2 separate regions of the Mus musculus genome follow, and region 2 is linked to region 1. Evidence: chromatin contacts called from public HiChIP or PLAC-seq data. All regions are on one chromosome and are shown on one strand. The core of a region is the stretch at or near the end of the contact, and the rest is flanking DNA. Distances in the headings are between cores, read along the strand shown.

Region 1 (6,745 bases), core at 1,505-4,004:
CACCATGGTGATAAACTCCACTTAATCCAACTTATTTAACACAACATTAAATGGGTCACAAGATGTCTACAGTGATTTCAAAGGGGGTTACTCCCTTGCTGGATTAAGGTTTACTTTCCATCCAGATTGTCACATAGTATGGTACAAACAGGGGCAGCATGCTGACTGGTCCTTATCAACTAACTTGGACCAGGGGTCTAATACTTACACCAGTCCTATCTGCAATTTCAGCAACCGTAACTCACAGAGTCTCTATGCACTGCAGAGTGACTCCTCTCCCTGCTTCTATTGCTTTTGCTTCCTGTGCACTTAGGAGCCATAATACTCTGTTTTCCTGGACCAGTCACTTCCATGAAAGTTCCTACTGGACACAGTGGGATGCTGATGGGGATGCTGACAGAGGATCTCATAAAGAGCTTCCTGCCTTGTAGACTGAGGAGACCGTTGAGTGAGCAAAGCACTGGCCATGCAAATAGGAGGGCCTGAGTTCAGATATCTGGAGCCCACGGAAAGCCAGAGACGCTAGGGTATGTCCCTAGTCCTACCGTTCCTATGCCAAGATGGAAGCTATAAATGAGGGGATCCCAAGCACTCATGGCCCAGCCCTCTCTCAGATGAGGAACTAAATAAGAACGAATCCCCAAGGCTGTCTTGTGATCTTCACACCTGAGCCTACAGGAACAAGCAAGCATGCACGTGCATGCAAACACACCTGTGCACATCTCTAAAAGGAATAAAACTTTTTTTGACTCTGAATAAAAAGCAGAGTTGATCTGTATTCGTTTGCCAGGATGTATAACAAAGCACCATAATGTGAATGACATCTGTAACAAGACTTGTTGGCATGCATTTCTGGAGGTTCCAAGATCAAGGTGTGTACAGGGCGATACTCTCTCTCTCTCTCTCTCTCTGAATGTGTTAGGGAAGGACCTGTTCCTGCCTCTTTCCTAGCTTCTGGTCATAACCTGGCATTGGACAACATAGACCCGTTCTTCATGTGGCATTTATTCACTCTGTGTGAGTTTCTGTGTGTTTACCCAACCTCATCCTTTTTTCTAAGGCTATGGACTTAATGACCTCATCTTCACGTGGCCATCTCTAAAGAGACCCTATGATCAAGTGCAGTCACATTCACAAGTACTCAAGGTTAGGACTTCAATTCCTTTTAGGGGGACAGTTCAACGAATAACAGTGACTAAGCAGTATGGCCATCCTTCCCAGCATCACTTGGAAGAGCTTTGATACCTACTACATCATCCAGGGTCCCCGTTTTCAATGTCAGCCTCCAACATTCAAGTCTTTAGCTTGCAAGTTTTCTGTTCCGCTCCTGTTCGATTACCAGTGTGTGGACAGAACCACAAATGGCTGACACCCTGTCATGGGGACTAACAATACTCGTTCTAATCATCAAGTAGAGGCTCACATTACAGACCTAGGACAGCAGGCACGATTCCTGGGCAGGGTGGTTTCTAGGTTGTGATCCTTGTAGGAAGGCAAGATTTAAGGAACTCTTAGAGAGAGGTGAGATGGTTCCAAATAATAGCAGCAGATAGGCCGAGTGTAAGAATATAGACACCATGATTAGGCGAGAACTGGTAAGTCACTCTGACAAAGCACACGGAGAGTGGGTGAATTCAGGAAAAGACTGCTGAGAGGTGACACAGAATCTTCTTGACTAGTTCAAGGACATCTGAACTTGGTGAGACTTGGGGAGTTGGTCACCAAGATACAATCTAGAAGATACTACCTTTAGAAGTCCTTTCTCTGTTGAGTCCTGAAGGATGGGCTGTAAGGAGTGAGGTTTCAGGGGAAGATGGAGATGCTAACAGTTATGGAGACAGTACAGGCTGTAGACCCACCTTCTCTTGTACATGGAGATTGTGTTGCTTCTACTGGTCTATGCTGTTAAGGCACAAATGTTGTTTGACTACACTGTGCATTCAGCAATGGGGAAGACCATGGGAGAGGCTCAAGAAATACCTACTGAGGTGAAATGAAGACATATAGATGCCAGGGAGTGACTTGATTGTAAAACAGGGAACCAGAGGCAATTTTTATAAGGACAACATTTAATTGGGACTGGCTTACAGGTTCAGAGGTTCAGTCCATTATCAAGACAGGAGCATGGCAATGTCCAGCCAAGCATGGTGCAGGAGGAGCTGAGAGTTCTATATCTTCATCTGAAGGCTGCTAGAAGAGTGGCTCTTACATGGTTAGGAGGAAGGTCTCTTTGCCCACCCCCACAGTGACATACTTCCTCCAACAAAGCCGCCCCTCCTAATAGTGCCACTCATTGGGCCAAGCATATTCAAACCACCACAAACAACAGCCAAAGGTGGATGTGCAAGAGGGACAATATCTATGAATGTCCTCTAGGCTGCATATGCTCATGTACACATATGCATATCTATATACCTATGTACCCCCAAGCCAAAGAGACAGTGAGAGGGAGAGAGGGGGGCGAGGGAGAGAGAGAGAGAGAGACAGAGACAGAGAGAGAGACACAGAGAGAGGGACAGAGAGAGAGAGACAGAGAGAGAGAGAGAGACAGAGAGACAGAGAGAGAGACAGAGAGAGAGACAGAGAGAGACAGAGAGAGAGAATGAAAGACTCTTGGGATTATGGCCTTAATGATCACCAACCAGTCACTCACTAACCACTGAAGATTCCGGACAAGCAATAATCCATGCCTATTATACCCCAGAGCTGTGGTTGTGTGAATCATACATCTGGAGGAGAATTTAAAGACTATCTCTGCCAAAACATGTTTGACTCAAGATTACTCAGCCATTAGCAGCAAGTCCTGGGATCAAACAGTAACAGGTCTGACTAACTGGCTGTGTTAGTCAGCTCTCTGTCACTGAGACAAGACACCTAAACTAATCAGTCAATGAAGTTGATTTGGGCTTATGGCTTCAGAGCCTTTGGTCCATGCTCACTTGGTGCTGTGAAGCACAGTTGTCAGGAGGGAACCATGTAAAAGTAATTTTTAAATCTGTTTTTTCCTTTTGGTCCTTTAGTCCCCATCAATAACAACTTTAAGACATTTATTATTATTATTATTATTATTATTATTATTATTATTATTATTATTATTTCTAGGCCATAAGCTTTGGCTCATTCCCTGACTAGCTCGTAACTTATTTAGCCCATTTAAACTATTCTATGTCTATGTGGTTAGTTACCTCTTCTTTAGTCCCAGCCCACTTCTTCCTTAGAATCTCCTCAGTATCTGCATGCTGGTTTACGCCCATCTTCTTGGTCTTGAATCTCATCTCTCTTGGCTCTCCCCTGTGTCTCTCTTTCATTTCCTACTATTTTCCAGAATCCCCTCTCTTCCTGCCAGTGCCTCACCCCCTATTTCTGCCTCAGCTCATTAGCCGTCAGCTTATTTATTGACGAGTGATATTGATAAGAGAATCTTTCTACAGAACCATGATGGAGAAGGCAGACCCACTTACCTCATGGAGGTCAGGAAGCAAAAAAGGAGAGAGAAGAGGGCCGGGGTCTGATCATCACCTTCAGGAGCATATCCTCAATGGTCTAACTTCCTTCTGTGATGCTTCAGCTCTTGAATGTTCTCTCATGTCCAAGGGCATGGCAACCTGAGCTTTTGGAGGGCACTGAGGAGCCAGAGCATTACAGTGCTTGCTGTCCTGAGAAAGGTTAAATGGCTTATTTGTGGTTGGCTAGTTGATAGTGGACAGATGGCAGTTGAATATTTGATAGATGTTAGCTAGGACACAATGACAGACAGGCCTTATTCCATCTGATGTCAGATCGCAGGCTTCCCAATGCACCAAAACATGTTTGACCTATTTCCTTTGCAAACCTTACTAAAGCAGCTTTTAAGACTCTTTCCTGAGGGAGAGGAAGGACAAAAGGAACCAGAGGGGTCAAGGACACCACAGGAAAACCCAAAGAATCAACTAACTTAGGCTCACAGGGGCTCAGAGAAACAGAACTGACAACTAGGGAGCCTGCATGAGTCTGACCTAGGTATGTGTTATAGTTGTAAAGCTTGGTCTTCTTGTAGAACTCCTAACAGTGGGAGCAGGGGCTATCTCTGACTCTCTTGATCTTTTTCCTACTACTGAATTGCCTTGTTCAGCCTTAATTCGAGGGGAGGTGTCTAGTCTTATTTGACATGCTCTTTGGTTGATATCCATGGAAGGCCTGCCCTTTTCTGAAGAGAAATGGAGGGGTAGGTGGGGGAAATGCAGGGAGAGAGTGGGGGAGAGGAAACTGTGGTCAGGATGTAATATATGAGAAAATGAATTTAAAAACACCTTCAGCCAGGCTCATGCCTTTAATCCCAGCACTTAGGAAGCATAGGCAGGTTGATCTCTGTGATTGAGGCCAGGCTAGTCTGCAGAGTGAGTTAAAGGACAGCTGGAGCTACACAGAGAGACCCTGTCTCAAAACAGCAACAAAACAAAACAACAACAAACAACAACAAATAGACAAAAAAAAAAAAAACCCCAACCAACCAAACAACAAACCTCTGTCCCTTTTCTCAGCCAATGTCTCTTGCTTTTCAGGAGAGAAATATGAGCTGCACGCTGGAACTGAGTCTACACCGAGCGTCGTGGTGCATGTGTGTGACAGCGACATGGAGGAGGAGGAGGACCCAAAGACTTCCCCAAAGCCAAAAATCATCCAGACCCGGCGTCCCGGCCTGCCACCCTCCGTGTCCAACTGAGCACGTCCATGATAACATGCATCTCCTCTTATCATGCTTCCCGCCCCCCCCCTTGTTGTTTGTCCAAACAATTAATTGCCTTTAAGTCCCTGGGTGTTTGGTTGTTTGCGAATCCTTCCTTGTAATTAAGCCTCTCGGACAAAAGGGCTAGGCAAAGGTGATATGTCTCCCAATCAACTCCTACCCATTAACTACAATCCATCACTTAGAAAGTTCTAGATAGAGGGTAGTATTTTCTTATTAAATAATCAGTACAGCCCATATCTCTGTTCTTTCATGTTGATCCAAGCCAGAGACATCGGTAATGAAGAGCCTTTATGTTGTTTGTGAGCTGCTCCAGTTCAGTCCTGTGTGTGTGTGTGTGTGTGTGTGTGTGTGTGTGTGTGTGATGTTTTTTTCCTGGCCACTTATATAGGACCATAAGTAAACTTGGCTTTGACTGCATGAGATCCCCCTATCTGGTCTCACCCAGTCCTCTGCATCCCGACATTCCCAGGACATGCACGATCACCAGCATTGATTTTGATGATTTTGAGGGTATGCCCCAACTTGTGGTATCCCAGCCCTGTCCTGTATAGACAAGGGGCATCCGCAGCACCATTCAGCTCAATAAGTCTGGGAATCATTATTAGTTTGAGTCAATTACATCATATAACTCTGGCCAAATTCCTGGAGGTAAAATTGAGCATGGCCCCAAAGATGTTGAACATCACTACCACAGAGGTCTACCCAGTGTTACTGGGGAGGCTTGTCCAAGTGACAGAGACCGATTTCAGACAAACCTATTTATTATAAAATCTCATAGTGTCTGAATGACTGTCCCCTACCCCTTTGTATATTTGTACAGATGTTTGAGCTGTGCTTTTAAAATCTGGATGTTTTTTATTTAGTGATTGTTCAACCATTAGCTGCTTAATGACATCATACCTGTGTTGCTTCTGAATGCATTCTGATTCTAATGTAGATAACCTGATACTATTACATGCTATTGCGGTTCGTGCTAAGTTGTAAAAGGGAACAGCAATGTCTCATGCCAATAGATAACTGACTAGCCAACCTTTGCTGTCCAAACCACCTGTTTCCAAACAAAGATCCAAGTATCAGTTATAAGCAACTTGGGTGACGCTAAATCCAAGAAATGTATACAGCTGAGCATTTCAGAGCACAAAGGATGATGGGTAAACGGATGCCCTTCCCATTCATCCAATGCCCATGCGCTCAAAAGTTCCTTGTTTTTGTTATGTGTGACTTTTGTATATCTCTAGCCCAAAGTGCATTACAGAAGATACACCTGCAGAACCATACTTTCTGCTCCATGTGTCAAGCCTCATCTATTCCTGTTCATTAACTAGTAACTTTGGATGCAAATACCATTTACCACACAACAGGCAAGGACTTTCATGGCCTAAGCCTCGGAGTAACACACAAGAACACTAACACAGCCACCTGATGGGGGGATAATTGTGGTTTTTTGATTAAGGTGTATGTTAGTTTCCGCAGAAACTTCAAACCTAGACTGATCATTCAGAAAATTAAAAGTCCGTTCTACTGTGAAATATAGCAATATAGTGCCGGACACGGTACAGTACGATTGAGACCGAGGACAGTATTGCTTGTGGAATCCTAAGTTTCCATGGGGAAAACAAGTCGTCTTTTCAAAATCAGATCTGAGGAGTGTACACAGTAAGCAAAGGCTTTGACTTTCCTTTGTTGTGGAAGGTTTTGTTTTCTTTTTTTTAAATTGGCCATGGAAAGACTAGAAATAGTGGCGAGATGATGCCCTCTCGTGGCAGAAACAGTGAAATCGGTTGTATAGATGGATTGATTACAACAGTCAACTACCAGGGGCTGACCTTCTAATCCACATTAACTTTCAGGATGCAGGAGAGAGAGAGAGAGAGAGAGAGAGAGAGAGAGAGAGAGAGAGAGAGAGAAACAAAATGAAAGTCTGGGAAATAATTTGCGCTTCCAAACAATGATAGCAGAAATGTCTAATTTAGTAAAAGTTGAGTGTGACTACCTTGCATAGTCCTTAAGAACTCA
Region 2 (6,760 bases), core at 2,160-4,659, 200 kb after region 1:
GAAGAACCATGAGACAGGTGGATAAGAGAAACGCCAACACTCACTGCTGTTGTTATGGTAACAGACAGTCCTGCAGACTCCCCTAACCCACCCAGCTGAAGGTTCCATGCTCTCAGAGAGAATCCATTTAAAACCTCCCTTTTTCTGAAGAGAAACAGAGAAGTAGTGGGGAGGAGCATGGAGATAGGTTGGGGAGGACTGACAAGAGAGGAGGGAGGGGAAACTGAGGGTTGGAGTGGAATTAATAAATTAATTAGAGAATCATCTTTGGGGTCTAGACAATTGACTCAGTGGTTAAAAGTACATGTAGATTTTCCAGAGTGCCCAAGTTCAAATCCCAACACCCAAGTCCAACAGCTCACAACCACCTATATCTCCAGCTCTAGTGGATCTGATGCCCTTTTCTGAAATGCAAAATCACGTACACACGTATATAGGTGCAAGCACTCACACAGGCACATCTACCCAGGCTTACACATACACATAAATATAATATACATAAATGAATAAATTAAAACTGCAAATTAAAAAAAAAGTCATTGGGCATTAGTGAGTTTGCTCAGTGATTAAGATGGCTTGCTGCTTCTCCAAGGACTGAGGTTAGATCCCAGCACTCACACTGGGCAGCTTACAACTGTCTGTAACTCATGCACCAAGAATCTGATGCCCTTTTCTGACCAACACACACACACACACACACACACACATACACACACACACACACACACACACACACACACACACACCTTTTACTAAAACTCTCTAGGGCCATTTCTCCCAATGCCCCAACACACTGTTAATCATCAATATGTGTCTCTTGAATACAAAGGATGTTTTCACCAATAAGTAATATATTGATACCAACCGCTGTTACTATACTAAGCGCCGTACTGATTAGAGTGCTGCCTTTGATGATTATCCTGGCTACTGGAGGTGGAATCACAGTCCAAGGTTCCTGTCCTGAGACATGCTGATGGAGCAAGTGTGACCAGAGTTCCACAGTCCTTGCTGCTTGTCACTTAGCGAGCTAGGAACTGAATCGTTCACTCCTGCTTTATTTAGAGAGCCTGGAGGTTCTGTGGTTTCAGAAAGTGTGGTTCTAGAACATCTCATGTTGGAAGCTCCAGCTCAGCATTTATGAAGAGCACACAAGGCACAGGCATCGTTCTGCCCTAATAGTAGGGAAACGGAGAAGGATACAACGGATCTCTGAAGTTGGCTGGGAGGTGTGTGGCTCTAAGCCCAGAGTTTGTTCTTTATGATCCATATTCTTTTCTGTGCACCAGTGCCCTGAGACTCAGGCTTCTGCCTTTGTTTTCTTTCCAGGCTGGGATCGACGGGGAAAGCATTGGCAACTGTCCCTTCTCTCAGCGTCTCTTCATGATCCTCTGGCTGAAAGGAGTCGTGTTCAATGTCACCACCGTGGATCTGAAAAGGTAAAGGACCCTGTGTTCATGAGGGGACATCTAGCGCAAGGAAGAGTCAGATGGAATGAGAGCAAATCCAGGGCCATCCTGGGGCTCCAGGAAACCTCGGATGAATCCCATCTCATTGCCCAGAACTGTTCCCAGGGCCCAACCCAGCTCACAAAGGAGGCTAAAAGAAACATAACCAGAACCTCCCTCAGGGCTGTGCTTCACTACCCTGGTTGGCATCCGTTGATTAGCAAGAAGAAAAGAGAAGGGAAGGCAAGGGCACACAACAAGTGTCTGCCTCAAGGATGGGCACAGGCGTATAAAAACATATATCACAATAGCACAGGCGTTAGGTCTGCAGGACCCTGGTGGGCTTCAGCACTGACAGCTGAATTTTCAGGGAATTAGAATCAAGACCTTTACTGAGGATTTGTCTTGGCTTTCAGAACACCTAGTGGGAGGGTTCTGGACCCGAGGACTGCATGTACAGGCCCTAAGAGGCGAAACATACAGCTTGATTGTGTCTATTCCTTTGCACTCCTGAGTTCCATTGTATTCATAGTTACCTGTTGTGCTAAGGATCTAACTTGGGGCTCCCTGCATGCCGTTCAAGTGCTGTCACTGAGCTATAGTCTGGGTCCTCTGAGTAGACGTAGAAGGTGTCTTAACTCCGTGGCGGCTAACAGTGTCCAGCAAAGCTTGGCCACGTCCTCCAGCCCATGGTGGAAAGGCTTCCAAAACAGCCTACTCTGTTCAGGTCTAATGCTCCTCCCTGGGTCCCATCTGCCCTCGGGGCTGCTCTTGTTCCCAGAAGCTCCTGGTAAGAGGCTTCTTCTACATTCGTCAGGCTTCTCCTCCTCGTTCCTCGGAACTTGAGAATCTCCTGCCTCTAGGCTCAGTTTCAGTCCCAACTTCTTGGGAAGGCCTCTGTAACCCATCACTGTCCGGAGTGGCCTCCCTTGAAACTCACCTAGGTCCGATCTGAGCTTCCTCAGGCGGAGTCATCCTTTAGTGCCTTACCTCGTCGTAACATCTACAACTCCAATGCTTCCTAACTGCTGATGGCTTTCCCCTGCAAAATCCCGTGATAGGTACTTCATAAGGGAAATTCCAGCATTCTATATTAGACAAGGAAGCCGAGCAGACCCACTGAGGTCTCCTACCAGCTGGAAATAGAGGGGCTGCTGCTAAGATCCTAGTGTCTGGCACAGTAAGGGAGCATGTACCTCCCATGCAGCCTGTGTCTGTAACAACTAAAACGAGCAGGATCCCAGAGCCTGGGCAAGGAGCTTCCTTTCCGAGAGACCAGAGTCTTTAGATTCTCATCCGTAGGAGAGAACTCTCACTAGAGTTCCAAGCTGGAGCTCAGGCAGGGGACGGAGTCTCTCGGGCATCTTAAGGATGCTTCTGCTTCTCTCACACACATTATCAGACCCAGTCCTGCCGACATCCCTCTAAGGCTGCCTTGGTGGTCACCTTTGTTTACAGCACTATCCGCACGCACACAAATACTAATTCCTATGAAAACTGATCTTATCCCAGTTTTTAATCCGAGAGAGTGCTGTTAGGGGTTTAAAGAGGTGGGCCATGGGTTTATGTTTAGGATTCTACTTGGCTTGCTGCACGAACTTGAAACCCGGCGCCCCTCATGGAGCTGTGAATCAGGGAGCTAAAGAAAGGATGAGGCCCGTGAAATAATTCACAAATCCAATCTGGAGACATGGAATTCTGTAATTTCAATTCCAACTGCGGGGGTGGGAGCTGACTGAGAGAGGAAGGGGTGGCGCTGGCCAGCATGCTTTTGACAATGCCCAGCTTCAGGAGCCAGAAGTGGCATGTCCCAAAGGTGTCAGAACCTAGCAGCCAAAGTACCCCCAGGATCCCAGAAACGAAACCACACTGCTGCCCCGTCACAAACAAAACCACACTGCTGCCCCGTCAACAGACTAACAGACCGCTGTGTCTTTAAGCCACAGTAACTGCTCCAAAATAAGACCAGAGAGGACTTCCTTCCTGGCCAGTGTCAGTTACAAAACAGGAGCAGCCTGCAAAGAATGTCCTCTCTTTATGTGAGGGGAGGGACGCACACTGAGTCAACAAGGAACTAAGTAAATTAGTCTCAGTTGTTTGAGTGTCACAGAAGGAGGCTGGAGAGCAAGCAGCCTGTTGGGAGTGACTTGGGAGCTGTCACTGGAATTCTTGTCGTCCCCTCCCTAGCTGATTAGACCAGGAATTTGTCTCCTCACAGAAGCCTCTGCCCCCTCTCGTTGACATTTTACAGTTTCTCCATCTCATATTTTCTGCTCCAGTGGCCACAAAGAATGTTGCAAACTCAGAGAATGGAAACTCCCATGGCTGCCCTGAGACTCCTGCGTGAGCCCTACCCTGTTTCCTCAGTACAGCCGGGAGTCTCCACTTCCTGTTGCTAAGCCACACCCCCACCCCACCCCGTCCCCTCCTTCCTTGATACTGGCTCAGGAATTTGACCACCTGGCAGGAGGGATTTTAGAAGCACACCACATCACTGGCACTAACAGACGCAATGTCCTTCTTGCGTTCTTGACGTACCTTCCCTGTGGCACTCAATATACTAAGTATCCAGCACCGACAGGGACCACACCAGGCACTGTTGAGGGCTGAGTCTAGAAAGTTCGATTGATTACTCCTTGTTCATTCATTGGATGCATGCTCCACATTGCTGTACTCTTCCCTAACATCTTCCCCTGCCTCTCTGGATCACGAGGACCTCAGCATCTCCCTCTCCCTGATGCATGCAGTGTCTCCTGTGTGCGCTGCAAAGGTGGTGAGGTTCCCGACACTGGGTTATCTTAGATTTAAGAGTGACTGCGAGCAGCATAGCAAGATACCTTTCTTGTTTATGCTTTGGTATGGAGTCCGGGATGGAACCAGGGCTTCACACATACTAGGCAAGGGCTTGCTATTTCAAACCGGCTCCCTCTTCGTACTTTCTGTTTTGATATAGATCTTGCGAACTTTCCCAGACTAAACCTGAGTTCACTCTGGGAGTCCAGGCTGGCCTTGAACTTGAGCTCTTTCTGCCTCAGCTCACTTGTCTAGTTGGGACAAGCGGGCCTGTATTCTCTCTTCAGAAGGACTGAGTTTGGCAAGGTAGCCTTCATCTATAAGGTTTTACTGGTCCCGGGAAAACCTGAGACAAAAGGAAACTGCTTTCCTCAACATGAGTCATTGTGTTTACTCAAGTCCTACTAGATAAATGAAGTTGTGACTCCTTGGAATTGGATTATTTATAACTATAAGTACCCCTTAAGTGCCCTCAATCTTTATTGTAAAAGATTCCATTTCTGACTGGGGAGATCTTCAATTTACATATATTAAATTAATTTTAAAAATCTTTCACAAAACAACTAAGTTTTAGTAAAATTAAAATCATAATGGTTATATTTTTTAAAAATGTGTGCTCAAATTAAGATTAAAAACAGTAAATGGTGAAGTATGTTGGATTATTAACTGGTTTCCTGTAGGATAGCTGCCTACTGGTCCCTGGCATTCATTGAAAAGCACAAACTTTCATAATTGGGTTGGAGTTTTTTCAATATCAGACCAACTTTTGAGTTCTAATTTCACAGTTAAAGTTAACCCTTTTTAAATTTAATTTTTTATTATACATGTGTGGCTGATTTGCCTGCATGTGTGTCTGTTCACTGTGTGTGTGCAGTACCTGAAGGGGCCAGAAGAGGGCATCAGTCCTCCTGCAACTGGATTTACAGGCAATTCTGAGCTGTTAGCTGCCTTGTGGGTTTTGGAAACTGAATGTAGGTGTTGGGAACTCTTTGTCTGTTTGATTAATTTCCGAGACGGTATTCTAGTCTGTAGCCCAAGCTGGTATCACAATGGTAGCAATCCCCCTGCTCCAGCCTTCCAAGCTCTGGGATAACAGGAATGGATGGACCACCAAGCCCAGCTCATAGTTCTTGATGTAGAACCCTTAGCCATAGCCTCCCTGATGTTTCCTGATCTGCAATATTGAACGTAGGCCTCTGGACCTAACCCCATGAGTTTTCACCAGGGTCCATTGGTTAAACAGCAATAATGCTCCTTGAACACACTGACTTCATCCAACAGTCTGGTTTTCAATTACTAGTTCCCTCTCTCATGGATCCTCCATGCCAGGGATCATTTAGAGGCAAATTATATGTGTGTATATTTGTGAAGTCTAGGAAGAGATTGAACAATATTAGATGTTAATTGCTACATATTAAAATGTATGTTACTCAGAATGGGAGCATTGGAACTTGAAGAAGTCCCCAAAACACACACACACACACACACACACACACACACACACACACACATGCATATAGTAATATAGTATTCAAATACATTTAGGATCCAATGTGTTACTTATTTTTGTTTGTGGAGGCCAGTTAACCGCTGAGCCATTTCTTCAGCCCCGCTGTGTTAATTTGTCAAGCCTGGAATTGTGTGTTTTGTTGGAATAATTAGTAAGAGGGCATTTGGAAGCACAGTCCTGTGCAGTTAAAGCCGGGAGCTAATTTAGACGGTCACCATGATCCTCTCCGGGCTTTTCAGTTGTGTTCAGCTTCCACTTGTGAGTTACTTCTGCCATTTTCTTCCTGTGGATGAGTTTTCGGTTTCACACCACAGGCCCACAGAGCTCTATCCAGCTCCTACTGTCTCACACCTAGTACCACAAATCTGGTTATGCTACAAGCATGTTGATTAACCCCAGACCAGAGTTCATGCCATAGGCTTCTCAGAACCAGAGGGACAATGGTTCACACCATCACTGGAATCTTACTCTCTCCACAGAAAGCCAGCCGATCTACACAACCTGGCTCCTGGCACGCACCCGCCCTTCCTGACCTTCAATGGGGATGTGAAGACAGATGTCAACAAGATTGAAGAGTTCCTGGAGGAGACCCTAACCCCCGAGAAGTAATGAGCTGGTTCTTTACAGACCTATGGACAGGGAGAGAGTTAGCTGTGGGAAGGTAGATTTCCAGTGGGGCTGCTTCAGTTTGAGGTTAGCAAAATGGAATGCCAATCTCAGAGTGGGTGCATTAAGGCAAGTTACCCATAGGTATTGCCAGTCAGTTCCTACAGAGTGCCTTTAGGGGACCTGGGAAGATCTCCCTCTCTCCCCTCCCCCTCCCCCTCCCTCTCCCCCTCCCCCTTCTCCTCCCCTCCTCCTCTCTCTTCCCGTCCATCTTTCCCTCTCCTCCATCTTTCCCTCTCCCTCCCCCTCCCCTCCCCTCCCCCTCCATCTTTCCTTCTCCCTTCCCCCCTCTCTCCCCACCAGCCTTATTCTCCTGAAAAGCTCAAGATTGTGCAAACTTCTTCAT

What was found. HiChIP or PLAC-seq counts read pairs in DNA pulled down with a chosen protein or histone mark.
Region 2: a contact with region 1 is called in an HNF4G HiChIP or PLAC-seq map of pancreatic cancer cells. The contact joins two enhancer-like sites. A contact is called at or near these places in 1 of 484 Hi-C or Micro-C datasets (embryonic stem cells), 1 of 115 datasets of contacts at active chromatin or transcription factors (pancreatic cancer cells) and 1 of 9 other capture datasets (adipose tissue).

Annotation. Positions count from the first base shown.
Region 1 is chr17:44,032,432-44,039,176 of GRCm38.p6, forward strand. It overlaps Rcan2 (regulator of calcineurin 2), which reads left to right. Exons shown (of 5, transcript NM_207649.1): 5 at 4,542-6,745. The coding sequence ends at 4,702. Among named protein-coding and RNA genes, the nearest start is that of Gm34857, 7.9 kb to the right of the region's middle. Within about 2 kb of position 2,755, at least 18 of the 459 cell types and tissues checked have an H3K27ac peak or open chromatin away from gene starts, as enhancers often do. A contact at or near this core is called in pancreatic cancer cells, where this site is marked.
Region 2 is chr17:44,235,807-44,242,566 of GRCm38.p6, forward strand. Clic5 (chloride intracellular channel 5) reads left to right here. Exons shown (of 6, transcript NM_172621.2): 2 at 1,327-1,436; 3 at 6,228-6,353. Among named protein-coding and RNA genes, the nearest start is that of Clic5, 51 kb to the left of the region's middle. Within about 2 kb of position 3,410, at least 227 of the 459 cell types and tissues checked have an H3K27ac peak or open chromatin away from gene starts, as enhancers often do. A contact at or near this core is called in pancreatic cancer cells, where this site is marked.